2 separate regions of the Nothobranchius furzeri genome follow, and region 2 is linked to region 1. Evidence: chromatin contacts called from public Micro-C data. All regions are on one chromosome and are shown on one strand. Each heading gives the region's core, a stretch centred on a gene start, on an enhancer-like site or on the middle of the called end of the contact. The rest is flanking DNA. Distances are from core to core; before and after follow the strand shown. Region 1 overlaps rps6ka3b (ribosomal protein S6 kinase, polypeptide 3b). Region 2 holds the start of rps6ka3b (ribosomal protein S6 kinase, polypeptide 3b).

Evidence for each region. Hi-C and Micro-C count contacts between places; a contact is called where the count stands out from the background.
Region 2: a Micro-C map of tail fin shows a contact between it and region 1, with 12 times the contacts expected there. The contact joins the promoter of rps6ka3b here to the enhancer-like site in region 1. A contact is called at or near these places in 2 of 2 Hi-C or Micro-C datasets (skeletal muscle and tail fin).

What each region holds. Positions count from the first base shown.
Region 1 is chr7:63,008,568-63,014,925 of NfurGRZ-RIMD1, reverse strand. rps6ka3b (ribosomal protein S6 kinase, polypeptide 3b) reads left to right here. Exons shown (of 21, transcript XM_070553479.1): 10 at 921-991; 11 at 1,299-1,387; 12 at 3,294-3,358; 13 at 3,451-3,553; 14 at 3,660-3,982; 15 at 4,097-4,186; 16 at 4,643-4,801; 17 at 4,895-5,056; 18 at 5,147-5,223; 19 at 5,303-5,420; 20 at 5,497-5,637. Among protein-coding and RNA genes, the nearest start is that of hhla2b.1, 37 kb to the right of the region's middle. Within about 2 kb of position 1,250, at least 1 of the 3 cell types and tissues checked has an H3K27ac peak or open chromatin away from gene starts, as enhancers often do. A contact at or near this core is called in tail fin, where this site is marked.
Region 2 is chr7:63,049,404-63,055,846 of NfurGRZ-RIMD1, reverse strand. rps6ka3b (ribosomal protein S6 kinase, polypeptide 3b) reads left to right here and starts at 4,080. Exons shown (of 21, transcript XM_070553479.1): 1 at 4,080-4,174. pdha1b (pyruvate dehydrogenase E1 subunit alpha 1b) reads left to right here. Exons shown (of 13, transcript XM_054750998.2): 6 at 420-546; 7 at 619-710; 8 at 778-870; 9 at 959-1,114; 10 at 1,375-1,446; 11 at 1,518-1,585; 12 at 1,672-1,780; 13 at 2,322-2,716. The coding sequence ends at 2,486.

The DNA of each region.
Region 1 (6,358 bases), core at 1-2,500:
TTAACATGGGAGTCAATGAGGATTTGCTCGCTTCTGACACCAGCCCCTAGTGGATGAGGGTGGAACTGCAATTTTTGGTACTTCCGGGTTGAGACCAATTTTAGAGCCGCATTGTGGGGGCTTGACGCATACTCACACACACACACACACACACACACACACACACACATGCGCACGCGCACACACACACAATTCAGCTCTGTTGTTCACATTTTCCTTCCTGCTGTCAGATCCTTACCCAGATGTTTAATTGAGACGTTAGATCCAGACGATCCAGCTGTTTTCTCTAATCTGAGACACTTCCTGAGATTATAAATGTAAATAATCTAAACATCAAGTGACACAGATAATCTGAGATGTTCATTAATTAGTTTTTATCTCAGTAATTTTAGTTTACTGTTTCATCATTTGGGAAAATAAAAAACAAACAACATTCAGATAAAAAACGTAATTCCAGATGTTCCGAACATCTCCTGAAACTTCACCTTCAGGTCTAATCCTAACCCTTCACCAACTCTGTGGCTTCAGATTAAAAATCTGTTCCTGAAGCTGAACTTAATCCCCCCCAGAGAAGTGGTTACAGATGTGATGTTTAGAACATCTGGATGCTGAAGCAGCAAAACCATCAACGAATTAAAGAGTTTTTAACCTGCTGACATTAAAAACTGGATTATCATTTCATTTTCCTTTTCTATGATAGAAATCAGACTTTGATGTTTTCTCTGGACTTTAGTTGCTGTTTAAACACATTTTTGCTCTTTTTTCTGATTATTTCCCAAATAAACCCTTCAGATTGATCCAGAACCGCTGTGACGGGTTTCAGGACCGTCTGGCTGCTGGGGAGGAAAACCGAAAGAGGAGAAGACGGGAAATATCCGGGTCTCTCTGACACTGATGCTGTTCTTGTTCTTTTGCTGCAGTTTGAGATGCTGACAGGATCGCTCCCATTTCAGGGCAAAGACCGGAAAGACACGATGACAATGATCCTGAAGTAAGGCACTTTATGCTGTTGGAACGCTCCGATCTGATCCCACAGCTTTCATTACAGCTCAGGAAGGAGCAGACAGCCAGCCTAGAGGAGGAGCACGGTTTATGAGAGACGAGGAGCAAAGGGCAGGTTCATAACACGGAGACGGGAAAAGGAGGAGAAGCTGTGATCATGATTAAAAAGAGGAAGTGTTAACTCCTCCTGCGTCTGCAAGAACACACTCTGCAGAGCGCTGACGCAGCTTCCTGTTGGATATTTGATCCACACATCCGATCTGTTCTTCATCCAGCTGTTCTCTTTCTCTGTGCAGAGCCAAGTTGGGAATGCCACAGTTCCTCAGCTCGGAGGCTCAGTCTCTCATCAGGAGCCTTTTCAAACGCAACCCAGCCAACCGACTCGGTAAAGAGCGTCTGAACACTGTAAAAATACAGCTAAATGTTCATTTATCACTGTTATTATAATTCATATGTTACAGTAAAATAAATCTAAATATTTATTAAAACCAGCTGATATAAAATGTTCTTTCAATTCTGCCAAATCTGAATGAACAGCAGAGCTTTTATTCTGGAAAAACCACTGTTAACAGCTAACTATCAACGCTGCTGCCACCTGCTGGTGATCGTAGATATTACAAGTAAACCAACAAGTTAAGTCACTTCTTTTGTTTCTAAGAATTTTGGCGAATAATAATAATAATAATAATAATAATATTAGTAATGATGATGATAATAATAGTAGTAGTAATAATAATAATAGTAATAGTAATAATTGTAATAATAATATAGTAATAATAGTTACAATAATAATAGTACCGTAATTTCAGGACTATAGAGCCACCAACAAAAAAATAAGGTTTTCTGCACACACATCGCACTCGAATACAAGCCGCGGCGCAGCAGCCACATGCAGGTCTCCGGCCCACAGCGCATGTACGGCCATAACATAAGATAAGCAGAAAGACGCTACACGGAGTTTTTCCGTTGTTGTTTTAATTCAACAAAACAAATTTTAAACACGGGTGCACGTGCGTGCAAGTTTAGAAAAGAAAACAGCGCTGATAGCATTCATATTTCTGGATGGTTATAAGATAATAACAGAACTGACACGTTATTACCGGTAAGTTGCATGTTTAGAAGAAAAGAACAGCGCTGACACGGCATTAATAAGCCCTGGATGATTAGAAAATAAAACCTGCACACAAAACATGCCTGGTTAGTAAATAAAACACACTTGCCTACCAGAAGAAGTCATTCGCTCTCATCTTCCTCCTGCACACTAAAGCCATTAAAGTCCTCTTCTTCAGTGTCGGAGTTGAACAGCCTCAGAAGAGCTTCGTCACATACCTTTTCTGTGGCGATGTCGGTGTCGCTGTCCGTGTTGCTGTCATCATCCCCGGGTGAAGCTGGCCTGAATGAGTTCTTCCCGCTGCCGTCTCCAGCGCCGAACCATGGATTCATTCATGCCAAGCTGACGTGCGGCAGCGCTGTTTCCCTCCTTTACTGCCAGATCGATGGCCTTCAACTTAAAAGCGGCATCATATGAACTCATACGTGTAGTTACCATGATGAGGGGGTATGGATTAAAACAAATTCGTCGTCGTGCCGGCTGCTTGCATGTGCTAAATAAAAATGAGCACTTTCTTCGATTTCCACTTTTGACTTCCACCTGTTACACTTTCTGCTAAAGCGCCCCCTGCAGGTGAAGGAAAACCTTCAGTAAAGCCGCGCCTCATTATAAGCTGCATGGTTCAAAGCGTGGGGAAAAAAGTAGCGGCTTATAGTCCGGAAAATACGGTAATAATAATATTAGTAATAATATCAATAATAATAATAATAATAGTAATAATAGTGACAATAATAATAATAACAATAATAATAGTAATAATAATAATAGTAATAGTAATAATAGTGACAATAATAATAGTAATAATAATAGTAATAGTAATAATAGTAACAATGATAATTGTAATACCGGTAATAGTAACAATAATAATAGTAATAATATAATAATAATAGTAATAGTAATAATAGTAACAATAATAATAGTAATAATAATAATAATAATAGTAACAATAATAATAGTAATAATCATCATCTGCGTGAAAATTAAACGTAAATCTAATTAATTAAATTGCTCATAATAAATTATTTAAGTATGAATTATTATTTTGTTTTCCAGAAAATATAAATAAAAACATATTTAGTAATTTAGTATACCCAATCCAAACAGGAGAAACTCTGTAATCAGTTTTATTTGTTTACATTCATATTCTTGTTTTTGTTTATTTATTTGTGTTTGTCTGTAGGAGCCGGACCAGATGGAGTTCAGGAGATCAAAAGGCACTGTTTCTTCAGCACCATCGACTGGAACGTAAGTTTTTACTATACATTAGTAAATAATGGTATTTGTTTGTGTTTTTATTCTGATTCTGGTGACGTTTAGAGTATTTCTGGTGTTTGTAGAAACTTTTCCGCCGAGAGCTTCATCCTCCTTTCCAGCCGGCTGCAGGACGACCTGACGACACCTTCTACTTTGATCCAGAGTTCACAGCTAAAACCCCCCGAGGTGCATCTTCTCCTCCTCACCTCCTCCTCCTCCTCCTGCTGCTCCTGCTGGGAGCTGAGCTCCCTTCTAACGGCTGACATCATTAACGGCTCTAACTTTGTCTCAGACTCACCAGGAGTTCCTCCGAGTGCCAACGCCCACCAGCTGTTCAGAGGATTCAGCTTTGTGGCCATAACAGAGGAGGAGACACAACCTGTACCCAATAGCATCGTACAGGTACACACACACACACACACACACACACACACACACACACACACACGCACACGCACTATCCTCTTAAATGTGTGTGTGTTCCTGCAGCAGCTACACAGAAGCACGTCTCAGTTTTCAGACACCTATGACCTCAAAGAGGACATCGGCGTCGGGTCCTACTCCCTCTGCAAGCGCTGTGAGCACAGAGGGACGGGCATGGAATACGCCGTCAAGGTAACCATGGCAACAGCACAGGATGTGATTCGGGCTTTAGAGGAAACATCCCAGAAGTCTTTAACTGATTTATGAAGCAGGAACTTTGTTCTAATTCTTGTCTTTTGTTTCCAGATCATCAACAAGACCAAGAGGGACCCGACGGAGGAGGTGGAGATCCTGCTGAGATACGGACAGCATCCTAACATCATCACCCTGAAGGACGTGAGTCACGACCTTCATCGTTCATAGAAATCACTCCTTCTGGTTCGACCGGTGGAACCATGTTCCAGTAGCTGGTTCCGTGATGAACACATGAATAACTCAGCCGGTTAGAGGCAGAGCTGGCTGGTCCAGTTAGGGAGACGAGGTCTTGTGTGGAGGTTTCATCATGACGGATAACGGATGGATGATAGATGAATGGATGATGGATGAATGGATGATAGACGAATGGATGATGGATGAATGGATGATGGATGAATGGATGATAGATGAATGGATGATAGATGAATGGATGATGGATGAATGGATGATAGACGAATGGATGATGGATGTAGCGCAGCCTCTGGTTCTAACTGCTTCAGGTTCTCCTCCATCATCATGATCTGATCTTTATTTCTGGCCGTTGATCCTGATCAGTTTCCGACCCAGACCCTGAGCTGGTTCTACTTCCTGTTTCAGGTGTACGACGACGGCCGCTCGGTGTTCCTGGTGACGGAGCTGATGAAAGGAGGCGAGCTGCTGGATAAGATCCTCAGACAGAAGTTTTTCTCAGAGCGGGAGGCCAGCGCCGTGCTCTTCACCATCACCAAGACTGTGGAGTATCTGCACAAGAACGGGGTTCGTTCCTCTGGATGTTCTTGGAGAACCTTGAGAGTCAGAGCGAGTCTAGCTCAAAGCAGTGGGACCTTTCTTCTTCTGTGGTGTTTACAGGTGGTGCATCGTGACCTGAAGCCCAGTAACATCCTGTATGTAGACGAGAGTGGGAACGCTGAGTCCATCCGGATCTGTGACTTCGGCTTTGCCAAGCAGCTGAGAGCCGACAACGGCCTGCTGATGACGCCGTGTTACACCGCCAACTTTGTGGCTCCAGAGGTCGGTCGATGTGGCGGTCCGATGAACGCCACGTAAACAGGAAGTGATACTGTTGTTTCCCCTGATGATGGTTTCTGTTGATCCTGGCAGGTTCTAAAGAAGCAGGGATACGACACGGCGTGCGACATCTGGAGTCTGGGAGTTCTGCTCTACACCATGCTAACGGGGTGAGTTCTACACGCCTACACGGGTTCTCCAAACGTCTGATGGATCCAGACATGAAGTCTTTCTTATTCTCGTCTCCAGTTTCACTCCGTTTGCCAACGGTCCCGAGGACACTCCGGAGGAGATTCTGGCTCGGATCGGCAGCGGGAAGTTCAGCCTGTCTGGTGGATATTGGACATCTGTTTCTGCCGAAGCTAAGGTCAGTACCGACCCGACCCGTTTTCCTGGTCCAGACAGGAAGCTGGAGGTTAACTGAAAGTGTTTGTTGTCACCAGGATCTGGTCTCCAAGATGCTCCATGTGGATCCTCATCAGAGGCTGACGGCTACTCAGGTCCTCAGACACCCCTGGGTCACCCGCCGGGACCAGCTGCCCAAGTTCACCCTGAACCGACAGGACGCCCCGCAGAAGGTCAAGGTAAGCATCCGACCAGCATCCGACCAGCATCTGACCAGCATCCAAACAAACATTCAAACATCCAACCAGCATCCAACCACCCAACCAGCATCAAACAAACATCCAGCCAGCATCCAACCACCTAACCAGCATCAAACAAACATCCAGCCAGCATCCAACCACCTAACCAGCATCAAACAAACATGCAACCAGCATCCAAACATCCAACCAGCATCAAACAAACATGCAACCAGCATCCAACCACCTAACCAGCATCAAACAAACATCCAACCAGCATCCAAACATCCAACCAGCATCCAACCACCTTACCAGCATCAAACTAACATGCAACCAGCATCCAACCAGCATCCAAACATCCAACCAGCATCCAACCACCTAACCAGCATCAAACTAACATGCAACCAGCATCCAAACATCCAACCAGCATCCAAACATCCAACCAGCATCCAACCACCTAACCAGCATCAAACAAACATCCAACCAGCATCCAAACATCCAACCAGCATCCAACCACCTAACCAGCATCAAACTAACATGCAACCAGCATCCAAACATCCAACCAGCATCCAAACATCCAACCAGCATCCAACCACCTAACCAGCATCAAACAAACATGCAACCAGCATCCAAACATCCAACCAGCATCAAACAAACATGCAACCAGCATCCAACCACCTAACCAGCATCAAACAAACATCCAACCAGCATCCAAACATCCAAC
Region 2 (6,443 bases), core at 2,831-5,330, 38 kb before region 1:
GTTCTGTTTCTGGATCCAGAATGGGAAAAGTCTGGAATTTTTATTCATTAAGACGTAATAAAAACATCACCAGACCCTAAACAAGATTACAATCCAGGTCCGTTCTTATGGCTTTCATATGGATCTGATTAGATGCTGGATGATGTCATCAGCCTGAGCGCCTCTAGTTGCTCTGGAGCAGACAGGCGTGTGTTTACCCAGCTGCTTCTGCCCTACAGTCTGGGAGGGGTTAAAGGTCATTTCTAAAAGGAATTCGCTCGATTGTTCCTCGAGGTTAAAGGTCAACACTCAGATAAAGGACCAATAAAATCCAGGATACGCTCCAGTTTAAGGTCAAAGGTCGTTAGACTGTTTGTTGGTTTCTTCTGAAACTAAAGTTTACTTTTTACTCTGACTGAACCCATCGTGTTTTCCTACAGGAGGCGTGTGCTGCAGGTATCGAGGCGGCCATCAGCCCCTCGGATCACCTGATAACGGCGTACCGCGCTCACGGGTACACGTACACGCGCGGCGTCTCCATCAGACAGATCCTGGCTGAGCTCACAGGTGAGATGGATACCCCGACCTCTGCCTGGTTTCCTCGCCCGAGGCGATGATGGAACGCTGTTCTCTCCTCAGGTCGTAAAGGGGGCGTGGCCAAAGGGAAGGGAGGCTCCATGCACATGTACGCGCCTCATTTCTACGGAGGGAACGGCATCGTGGGAGCTCAGGTAAGCGTTGGAGCCACTCTCTCTGCTAGGATCGTAGCTCTGTGAGTGACGGACGGGAACTGTCCAGGTGCCTCTGGGCGCAGGTATCGCTCTGGCCTGTCAGTACCGCGGTAACAACCAGGTGTGTGTGACGCTGTATGGAGACGGAGCAGCCAACCAGGTGAGCCGCTGTCCGGACCCAGGCTTGGGAACACCTGTGGTACCAGATTGAGACGTTTGTGCTGTTCCGTTGGTTCTGACCCAATCAGGGTCAGCTGTTTGAGACCTTCAACATGGCCGCCCTGTGGAAGCTGCCGTGCGTCTTCATCTGTGAGAACAACAAGTACGGCATGGGCACGGCGGTGGAGCGGGCCGCCGCCAGCACCGACTACTACAAGAGAGGAGACTTCATTCCCGGGCTCAGGGTGAGTCGGAGTTCTGCTAGTGTTCTGGTGTCTGAGGCGGTCCGGGGCAGCAGCTGCAGCGGTTCTGCTCCCCGTACGCTGCAGCTGGCCCGTTTGGACCCAGATTATAACGGGGCTCGTCCCGGCAGTTACAGGTGTGAGCATGCACACAGCTGTCTGATGCTCATGTATGATGCTGCACACAAACCGTCAGAACCTCTTCAGTCGGAACCACGCCGGGCTCAGACTCAAGTCGTCGTTCTGGTTCTGCTCCGCTGCAGGTGGATGGGATGGACGTGCTGTCGGTCAGAGAGGCCACCAGGTTCGCCGCCGATCACTGCAGGGCTGGGAAGGTGAGGCGGACGGGAAAGGTAACGTCTGAGCAGAGCAGGAATCCCATCATGCATCCCGTCCTGTGTTCCAGGGTCCCATCGTCATGGAGCTCCAGACCTACCGTTACCATGGACACAGCATGAGTGACCCGGGCGTCAGGTGAGCCGACTCTCTCCGATTGTTCCGGGTTGTCGACCTGCTGCTCAATGACCCACGACACGTTTCCTGTTCCTAACGGCCTGCAGCTACAGAACCCGCGAGGAGATCCAGGAGGTCCGCAGCAAGAGCGATCCCATCTCCCTGCTGAGGGAGCGAATGCTCAGCAACAACATGGCGTCTGCCGAGGAGTTCAAGGTGAGCACGTCAGGCGTAACGTGGAAATCTGCTCATCTGGGATCTGGAGCAGAGCGGTTCCTTCCTCTTACGGGTCTGTTGGCGGATCTCCAGGTTTGAGGAAGTGTGGATCAAAGAGAACGGGGCGAGCTTCCAGACTGCATCCTGTGTGTTTTATCCAAACGCGTGACGCTTTTACCCTGTAGCCTTCTTCAGAAGTGTGGGATTATGGGATGGTGATGGTGCTCCGGGTCCTGCTGTGGGTCAAAGGGCTGATGTTTACTCCTAACTGGTTCGGCCCAGCTCCCGGATTTAGAAACGGGCTCGGAGAGTTTTCCGGTGAAGACCCTACAGGAAGTGTAAGTTCTACAGGAGTTTCACAGCGACGAGGAACAGAGTGTTTGTGGAACCTGCTGGAGACTGTCCCGTTTGATGTTCCGTCTGTGGGAACCCAGATGTTCCGTAGAGGTGGTCGAGGAACCAGAGGAGATCAGAACCACAGACCCGAGGACAGAGGTGTTACACAACTTCCTGCTGATGGGAGTCATTTCTGTTCTGACAGGAAATGGATGTTGAGATCCGTAAGGAGGTGGATGACGCCGCCCAGTTTGCTACGTCCGACCCGGAGCCGCCGCTGGAGGATCTTTGTAACCACGTCTTCTCCAACAACCCGCCGCTGGACGTCCGCGGGACACACCCCTGGTCCAAACTCAAGTCTGTCAGCTAGACCCCACCCCGCCTCACACCCCGGGACCGTTCCCTGGAACCTGCCAGTATTTATTATTTATGTAGATGAATCTATAATTTATTGACACTGACTCGGTCCGCTGCTGCTCTAAGATATTTATTTATGGTTTAAAATGCTGAAGAACACCTGAGACGAGTTCATCCTTCATGCTTATTCAGGATTAAAGCTTTTAAACTGACATGATCGTTACTTTAAGCTGTTTATGTAAAGTTTTTGTTCTTTACTGAAAGAAATGAGTTCAGTGTTTTATTCTAACGTGTAACCAGTCAGAATAAGTTTCTACTCTGACTTCTTCTCTCATTCCTGGTCTCTGCTGTTGATCCACATTAAAAACTCAGATTTCTGATTTGAACTGAAAATATTACAGATAGTCTTTATTTTGTTTATGAAATTTTAGTTTTAAATCAAATCTGTCATTTTCCTTTGTTGTACCAAAGTTTGTACAGAAAGTTCTATTGTTTATGAGGATGTTGAAGAGGGATTTTATTTATGAGGCTGAATAAAAGATTAAAGCTAAATAAAACCATTTATGTGTGAAGGTGTTGTTCCGTCTCCCACCAGCAGGCGTCGCTGTAGCACAGCCAAACAGGAATAAAACAGATTTTATTTATTAAGCTAATTAAAACCAACCGCATTTGATAAAATAAAATCAGGTCTGAATCTTGACGGGTTCATTTTAAAGGCAATAAACATTTTACTCCTGAACAGCCTCTGTTTACAGCTAGTCAGAGCGGTGCTGCTACAGTTCCCAGCGGTTTATTGTCATTAATCATGAACAAACTTCCGGTTGCATCAACTCCTGGTCAACTGTTGTAGCTGCTGCTGGCAGCATTTATCTTAACCACAGAATCCACGATCAGCTGTGAACTCCGTAAACTGGAGCTGTTTCACGACGCTTTGGTCCTGGCTGTTCTCAGACTAGCTGTTAGATCATCAATTCTGAGGAATGCGAACCATTTCTCTGACGAGCGGCTGTTCAGGTGTCTGTCAATTCAAGATCTGTTCGGTCCATGGACGTAATTTTCACTTTAGAAGTGGGGGGGGGGGACACGGGGGGGGGGGGGTATCTTTACAGTATGCTCTAATGGGAAACAGGCTTCAAAGCAAACGGTTGTTTTCCACTTGGTCCTAGAGCTCAACCAGTGTCAATTTAATATAGCGTAATGTTGTTTTTGGATGGTAAAAAGTGCAGGGGTCAAAACTTGGCTTTGGAAAAAGTGGGGGGGGACATGTCCCCCCCCCCCCCCAAAATTACGTCCATGGTTCGGTCTGATGATTGGTTCCTGTTTTTTAGACTAAAAACGTTTTAAATCACACAACCAGGAACCACGCTGAGCTAAAGCTGTTTGTTTTTACCGAGCTGGTGTGGCTCACCCCTTGAGTTATGTGCCTGTTGACCTGAACGATGCTGAAGAACCAGGTACCATCGGGACGTTCTGGAGAACTTCTGATCCAGAACCAGCAGGAGTTCAGAGGAAATCACAGATAAATAAAACGGGCCTGGAGCTGACCGGAACTCTGACGTCATTGCCTGAGTTTGGTTCGGAAACCCGAACCGGACCGTGCACCGTTGGGTGACTCATCCCGAACCTGAGTCCAAACCGCCCGGCTCCAGGTGCCGCCTCCCGGTGTGACGTATACGTTACGTCTGCGAGTCTGACAGACAGGTAAGCCGACACCGGCCGCCATATTGGGAAGGAACGGAAGTGAGGAGGAGGAGGGGGAGGGGGGAGAGATAGATTAGTAAAGTCGATCAGTTTCCGAGAAGAGACCCGGAGGCCGCGCTCCTCTGCTCCTCTCCGCGGAGGAAGGGGCGGTCTCTGCGCCACGCCACGACCAGAATTAGCCCGCGCGTGCTCGCTCGGCTCGGTTCGGTTCCTCCTGCCGACACGGAAACGGGACGAGCGGCTGGAACCCGTTCGGAGGAGAAGGAGAGAGGAGTTCCAGGGTCAACGTTAGGAGGGAGGATCAAAGCGGAGCCGACAAGAGGAGGAGAAGATGCCTCTGGCTCAGCTGGCCGATCCCTGGCGGAAGATGCCGGTGGGGGGAGCGGCTGGAGAGGTGAGAGACTCGGTTCAGGAGTTTAGTTCAAGGAGGAGGTGCAGGAGGAGGATGCTGCCGGCTAACTCACACAAACTAGAATCTGACCTCAACTAAAAATCTGTCTCGAATTCTGCAGAAAAGCAACAAACGCGCCTGAAATCTGAAGATATCTGTTAGAAAGCGTCAAAAATGAAGTTAAAACTTCAAATGTTTGATCTGAAGGTCCTAAAATAACTTTATTACTCATAAAAGTCCTGAATCTGAAGATAAAAGTGTCCAAGTTTTACTGTTTTATAACTACGTGATGCAACAGCTGCAGCTTTCATAATAAACCAACCAAACTATTACATCTGCCTCTACAGGTTACAGGCCACATGATTCCAGTTTTACTAATATGCTATTAAAATGTTACTAATAATATTTGCACAAAGGTACAATCAATTCTTATTCCACTTTTTGTAAAATATATATTTTTAAACTTGTTTCTAAAATTTTTGTTCAGCAAAAAGGGTAAAATTTTATAAAAATATTTAAATGAAATTTTTTGACTGAATTCAACGTTGTCCTGCGCTCTTCGTGAGGATGAGGTGGTTTACGGACACGCGGATAAAATTAGTGATAAAGAAAATTGGTCAAACTCCCAGAAACCCACTGGAATCAACCCAATCCAAGATGGCCGCCACTGCTGATCAACAATGGTAAACATTTAAATGTTGGCGCCGGTTTGTGATGTTTAGCTGAAACGAGGCGGGTTTGTTGTTGTTTACTGATGCTACGATTATTTCCATCCAAAGTTAAAACTTTGGAAATCCAGTAAAGTGTTTATTTCTGACTGGGTCGGAATCGGCCCTCAGAACCAGGATCGGTGCAGCTGAGGCGTCTCCCTCTAACAGATTTAATCCCCAGCTTCACACGGGGAATAGAAGCTGTTTTTGCAGAAGCAGGAAAACTTGACCAGATTATTGATGACAGCAGCTTCTGCTTTAAGATCAGTGAAGAAAAGCAGGGAGGCGGCTTTTCTAATCCTTGTTTTGTTGTAAATTATTAGAAATATTCCATAAATCTCTAATCTCAGGTTAAAATGTTAACAGGGATGAAGGAGATGCTGTTTTAAATCCCACAGTACCAGAACTTCTGTACAGATCTGTTGACTCCAGAAGGAACGTGTGGCTTCATGTTCCTGCAGGAATCTCACAGCCGTCTCCGTCTGAGGAGGAAAGTTTATCAAAAACTGGAATTTGGTTGAGTTTAAAGCTTCAAACATCGCATTTATTTATCACAGATTAAATTATTTGTGACTAGTGTTGTCAAAAAAATCGATACCTAGATATAAATCGATACTAGAAGTGGTATCTAAATGAGATATTCCATCCCTGTGGTATCGATATTATGGACTATTATACACAGCCTTCTTCACGTACACCGACACGCACGACAGCCAGATGCCGTAAAGCAGCCTCCGCCTCCCAGACAAACAGAAGAAGACGCCGCATGGCTACGTTGCAATTTCCCACGCGAGTTGTCTCCGATCCAAGTTTTGTCTGCCAAATAAATAAACAAAAACATAAACAGCGAATTTGGGAGGCGCTTCACAGCCCAACTTATTTAGCACACCAAGTCCGACACGTAGTTGTATATTCACGCTTATGTGCTTAAAGGAAACTCCCGTTTATTGCAACCCGGACTTAATTTCTAGCATGCAGTACGTTTGTTTACTCACGCTGACAACTTTGGTGCTACTTGGATTCCCCGGGGTATTTAGATCCATCAGCGAATCGCCGTCAGCGTATATCCATATAACGGGTGCGGACGGGCACCCGTGGTGCAGCCTCGAAATAAGACATTATCTGCACCAAAACATCTCAATGTCGAAAGGTTTTGTTAGGAATCATT